Linked DNA regions of Rattus norvegicus: region 1 is linked to region 2. The links are chromatin contacts, called in public Hi-C maps. All regions are on one chromosome and are shown on one strand. The core of a region is the stretch at or near the end of the contact, and the rest is flanking DNA. Distances in the headings are between cores, read along the strand shown.

The links. A called contact is a pair of places that touch in the nucleus more often than the background predicts.
Region 1: a contact with region 2 is called in a Hi-C map of liver, with 2.5 times the contacts expected there. The contact joins the promoter of Gmfb here to the enhancer-like site in region 2. A contact is called at or near these places in 2 of 12 Hi-C or Micro-C datasets (both in liver).

Annotation. Positions count from the first base shown.
Region 1 is chr15:22,558,751-22,561,645 of GRCr8, forward strand. Gmfb (glia maturation factor, beta) reads right to left here and starts at 1,327. Exons shown (of 7, transcript NM_031032.2): 1 at 1,242-1,327. The coding sequence starts at 1,244. It also overlaps a transcript of Cgrrf1 not described here.
Region 2 is chr15:22,611,172-22,614,199 of GRCr8, forward strand. LOC102548367 (a long non-coding RNA gene) reads right to left here. Exons shown (of 3, transcript XR_359877.5): 2 at 1-3,028. Among named protein-coding and RNA genes, the nearest start is that of Cgrrf1, 44 kb to the left of the region's middle. Within about 2 kb of position 1,285, at least 3 of the 93 cell types and tissues checked have an H3K27ac peak or open chromatin away from gene starts, as enhancers often do. A contact at or near this core is called in liver, where this site is marked.

The DNA of each region.
Region 1 (2,895 bases), core at 77-2,576, 52 kb before region 2:
TCTCTCTCTCTCTCTCTCTCTCCCTCCCTCCCTCCCTCTCCCCCCCTCTCTCCCTCTCTCTCTCTCTCCACCACTACATGGGAATTAGGCTAGATTCGATATGAAGAAAATAAAGGCTTAAAAAGATAGCTTCTAGACTTCTGGCTTGGGTAATGGACACAAAAGCACCTTTAATCAAGTTATAAGATTCTGGCTGAATGAAGACCAGATGTGGAGTAAACTGAGTTCCTTTCTGACAAAACGAGGAGCTTCTGTGGCGTCTGTGTGATGAAATGTTTCCTAAGTCTATTAACCAAAAAGTGGAATGTAACTACTGGTTGGATCTCAGTTAAGGTCAGAGATAGGAACTCACAAGTCAACTCAAGGAGGGTCGGTACTGAAGTCAGGAGTTCAGCAAAGAGAAAAATCAACAGAAAATGAAGCCTCAGAACGGAACCTAGGGCTCTCATGGGCACAGTCAAAGGAAGGAAGAAAGGAATCCAAGGGGAATAGAAGCATCAGCAGAAACAGGAGGAAAGCCAGGAGTTCTGAACCTCAGAAGCCAAGGGCGGAGGCATAAGGAAAGAGATGCCTCAAACACGAGTGTCAACACACTGGAATGTAGCTGAAAGGTCGGTCATAAGGATGAGAAGCCACGAGTTCACTGGGTTCAATGACCACGGTAAGAGCTGCTAGACGGAAGTGGTCCTCAAGAGAGGAGTTCTAGACAACAACCGTGTCTTCCTGTTGTTTCCATGGTACTTGATCGTACTTAAAAAAAAAACACTTTAGGAGGGATCCAGAAGGTCCTTGATAGCAACTGACTTAATTCTCCACTTTAGCTTTATGCTTAGGGTCCATCGTCAAGAAGAACAGAAACCACGGGCCCTAGACGCAGCAAAACTAAACCTGACAGCTGCTTAAAAGCGAAACCATAGAGCCTTGGGTCACATGGGTTCCAACGGCCTGGACTGGAAGAATGTGGGTATTGGGAGCTATTCAACCGGAAACTAGGGGCTGCGGGTAGAAGGACGCCAGGGCGAGGCCAGAATGCAACCAGAACCCGGGCACTCGCCACCAACACCGCCCCTCAGGCCCAGCCCGTTCCGCCGCGGGGATCACAAGGACCAGACCCGGGTCCACGCGGAGGCCACGTTCCAACCGTCTGCCCGCAGCGCGGGGGTCTTCCGGGCCGCCGCTGGAAGTCGGGACAGACGGTGAACCTGCACAGTCCCGCGGTGCCTCCCTCCGCCGCCGCTTACCATTTTCCTTCCGGTCGTCAGCCGTCCGTTGCCGTATGATCTCTTGGGCCCCTTTAAGAATGGCTCTGCAGCCACCTCCCTTCCTGCTTCGGCTGGCACACAGCTCAGTGTTCCCCACCTAACTACGCGGCCGCCGTGGCCCGCACGTGACAGCGGACGGCGGGAGGCGAGGCCCAAAATTCTGCGAATCGCGGACGCGGACGCGGACGCGGACGCGGGCTCAGCTTGTGGCTGCTAAGGATGTTCTGCCTGCTGGTTTACCCAGGAATGAGCCGGGCTGCAGTGCGCAGATTCTTGGTATCTTTAAATATTCTACAAGCCTGAACGGCAGCAATGTCGTGGTGACAAACCTGAGTCAGTGATTTTAACGGTAAATGTGCGTGTTGGTTACAGTTTACTTCCAGATTTAAGGCTTTTCAAAGGTAGACGCCGCTTCCATCCTTCCGCCTGACCCAGAGCGCCATCCGTGACCCTGTCTGCTTCCCAGAACTTGCTAGATACGTTTATTTTCCAAAGAGTATTCATACTCAATAAATGGTGATCAGTTGTGATCATGCGGGCTCTTACTCTCAAGTCACAGCCAAACTGAACTCTGAAGCCCAGGTGCTGTTACTGTTTCAAAGTGCGACACTCAAAAGTTACGACCTTTTAAATGTATTACTACTGGCATTCCAAAACTGAGATAAACTTGACTTTTTAAGAAACAGTATGGGGTACAAAAAAGCCGATGTGGATGAAAGGGCTGGCAACTTTATGAAAAAGAAATATAAGAAATAAAAAAAAATTTTAGTATTTTTATATCCTTTTGGTACCTTCTCCTTGGTCATCCATCTCAGCGGTGGGTACTCTGTAGAAACAGATATTGGTGAGGACCTTTGTGCATGGTGCAGAACTGCACTCTCATTTCCCTGCCTCCCTCCACGACACCCCTTGACCTTGAGCATCAGCTGCTATCAGATTATCCTTTTAGGAGAAGCTAGAGACATGGGAGGAAAGAAAGAGGAAGGCTATGAATTTTCTTGAAAGAGACCAGATTCTTAAAAGTGTTAAACAAAAGAAGATCAATTCCTTTTTTTTTTTTTTTTTTTCGGAGCTGGGAACCGAACCCAGGGCCTTGCGCTTGCTAGGCAAGCGCTCTACCACTGAGCTAAATCCCCAACCCCGATCGATTCCTTTTTAAAAAGCTTTCGTGTATATGTATTTGTTCATGTGTGTGCCACAGGTCCATGGTGCATCCCACAGTGTACACGTGGAGGTCAAAGGTCAACTTCAGGAGTCAGTCTTCACCTTACACCTTGTTTGTCACAAGAGTGTCTTATTGCCCCCGCACATGCCAGGCTATCTAGCTCAAGACCTTCTGGGGGATCTGCTTGTCTTTTCTCTCAGCTTTCCACAAAACCAATAGCATTACATACCCAGGCTGTCTAGCTTTCACATGGATGTCAGAGATCGGAACTGAGACCTCACCATTGCACAGGCAAGCAAACACTCTCCTCACTGAGCCATCACCCCAGACAAATAAAAAGACTTTCAGTTTATAAATGTAAGTTCCCATTACCCTCTCTTCCTTCACACCCATACTTAAAAGTGGTAGGGCAAGGGTAGTGTTCAAGAACAAAATTAGCTCAGTTGGGGATGGGGAGATGGTTTAGTC
Region 2 (3,028 bases), core at 35-2,534:
AGCAGATTTATTGAAGAGAAGCTCAAAGAAACAGAAAATGCTCGAGTTCTAGTCTTTCTATGCCAACCTGAAGAATCTGAAATGTAAATGTTGTCTGAACTGTCAAGGAAGCTAAGAGCTGAGGTAGGAAGCCTGGGTAGATGGTAGGACAAGACTAAATGAAGGAGCCTGAGAGGCTCCCTATCAGTTCCTGGGATGTGCAGGCCTGAGATTTACAGTCCAGTGCTCCCTTCTCTGTGGTGCTAGGAATCCAACTCAGGGCCTTCCAGCTGTGGGACAGCGCTCTACATGAGCATTACCAGCATAGTTCTTAAGGAATCTTCTAACTTGGGGCAGCAGTTGTAAGCTCATGCAGTATTTTGTTCTCATTTTTAAGCTTCTTGTAGAAAAGAGAGAGACAAGACAATAATCATCAGAAATGCCACACATTTCTTTTTAGGGAAAATAATCACACTTTAGGGTAATATCGTACATTCTCATATGCCATGTATATATAAAATGAACATCGAATACCTATATTTTCTTAGCATGTTAAATAATTACATACTTTGAGGAATGTAGATTTTACTTATATATTTCTTCGTATAGTAAATACTCCTATATCATATAAGCTTCCATATTGGATGAAGATTGCCATCTGTCTTTAGTGTTCCTTCTTGAGGACCTGGCACAGAATAAGTATCCATACATACTTATTGAATGGTTGAAAGAAAAGCATGATGACCATATATCTTTATGCAGAGTTTTGCAAATGTTTCCCAGCCCACGAAATAAACAGCTCTAATGCTTCTATAAGTCTATGTGATGTGTGTATCCCCCCTCTTGCCCCGTTGTGCATCTTATATTTTTCTCAACCTTATTTTTAAAGACAGGGTCTTTCTCTGACCCTGCAGCACACTGTCTAGGCTAGGCGGTCGACCGGCAGGCCTCGGTAACCAGTCGGGGCACTGTGCAGTCAAACTTGCAAAAGGCGCTTTATTTACTGGGCTGTGTGGTAATTTATCTTACTTCTAGAAGTTTCATTGAAATAACATAAACATAGGGTTCTCCGGGATACCTGTAATTAAAAAAAATACTTAGAAAGGCAACTGACCTTTTTGGAATCGATAATCTTTCAAACACACCCGAACATTTGAGTTGTTGTCCAGGGATATTATTTGCTAAGCAAACATCAGGAGAAGCAAAAAAATGCAAAATCATGCTGAACAGCAAGACTTCAATGATGATCTAAGTATGACACTGGTTCCTAGGTTAAAGACTGCCTTCAGAACCACGCTTCTCCCGTAGGTGGCACTATTTTCTTTCATCGCTGTGTTTGCAACTTAACTCTCTGGACTTAACCGTCTGGACCCCCTGGTTTACTAGCCCTATTTTTGTAGCAGACGACAATAGTTACGTTATCGGTGTATCATTGGTTTTCTTTAACAATAACAGCAACAATCCATTGGGGGACATCTAAAACCCTTGGCTGAGTTAGCACCGCGTGGTCCCATCTCTCATTGGCTTCCCTATTTTCTGGCAGAAGTACTACCAAGGAGTAGCTGACATGCTAGGGTGGAGGGTGGGGGACTCTACAAAACTGTCCTGCTTCTATGATAATAAAATAAATCAGAAATCAAACTCTGACTCCGGGATTAGTGTTTCCTAAATAGAGCAAGCTAGTCATCAAATTTTGCAGATACCTCCTCTGGGTGGTTAATAGTGAACTTTTAAAAATTCACACACTCAGTTGTGATGGAAACATTGGCAAAACATTGTGCCACCCTACAAGCCCTTTCAATACCCTAAGAGATGGGAGGTGTTGTTACACTGGCAGGACCTACACGGGGCAGAAATGAAATCTGAGCACTGGGGTACGAAAGGATTGGAAATCCAGATGCAAGTGTGGGAGCTGAAAGATGGCGGAATAAGGCCTTGGATACTTTACCTTAAAAACTGTGCTAGCTAGAGCATGGCAGGCAGGCCCGCGTTTGTTTTTCCAGCACTCCTTAACAAATTCAAGTTCGAAGGCTCGGCCTTTCTCCCTGAAAACAGGACGGATTTTGGCCGAGTTCCTTTGTGAATGCTTACATTAGAGGGTGCAGAGAGGTTTAGGCTTTGGGGTATTTTTAGCCAACCCCCTTCTTTTGGGAAATTGACCCATGCATGCATTTTGTAGTAGGAGACCTAGAGCTGCCAGCCGCAAATCCCTGCCCAGCCTCCGGCCCCGCCCTTTCCAGGCACAGGTGAAAGCTGCGTCCCCCGAACTCCGCGGTGCTGACAGGTGGTCTCGCCACGCCTCCCCGTCGCCCAGGGCGCCTGGGGCCACAGCTCCCGGCCACCAGCCACAGCCGCGCGCCAAGCATAGCTTGAGATCAGGCTCCCGAAGTCCGCCTCCTCTTCCCGGGAAAGCGAGGCCGGAGGCGGGTGCCCGTGACTGCAAAAGCAAAGGGCATCCGGCGCCCGACTTGGGCCGAGGGTGGTCCACCAGGCGCTGCTTGCTTTTCCTGGACAAGGGCCTCGTGGAGTCCTACGACCAGGCACGTCCAGCCCTGCGCTGTGCCCTTCGCCGCCCTCTGCCACTTCCCGGGTCCCATCCCCCAGGAACCCATCCAAGCCCCCAGAGACAGTGACTCCGGGTGTTTACGGTCTACACCAGTCAGCCACCCACGGGTCCCAGACCAAAGGGTCACTGGACCTGGCGAGCCACATTCCCAAGGGCGAGCGGCGGGTGGCAGCACCGTTCCCGCTCCGGTCCAGCTCGGTTGGGATTCACTCCTGTCCCAACTCCGGCGGCTCCAGTGCCCTGGCCGCTGTAGAACACGCGGGTGGCAGCCGGGAGGAATTCGCCCGGACCCCTCCCCTTCCCCAAACTTCTGTGTTTCGCTACGCAGATCTTCCAATCTGTGCTCTTCCGCTCCTCCCACTTGGCTCCCTCCTCCTCTATGGTCCGGGCTTAGGAATCCGTCCCTCCCCCCAGCCCGCCGCCCGCCGGGCCCGGGGATCCTCCCCCCGACTCCCCCGCGTGCCGCCGCCGCCGCCCGGGTTC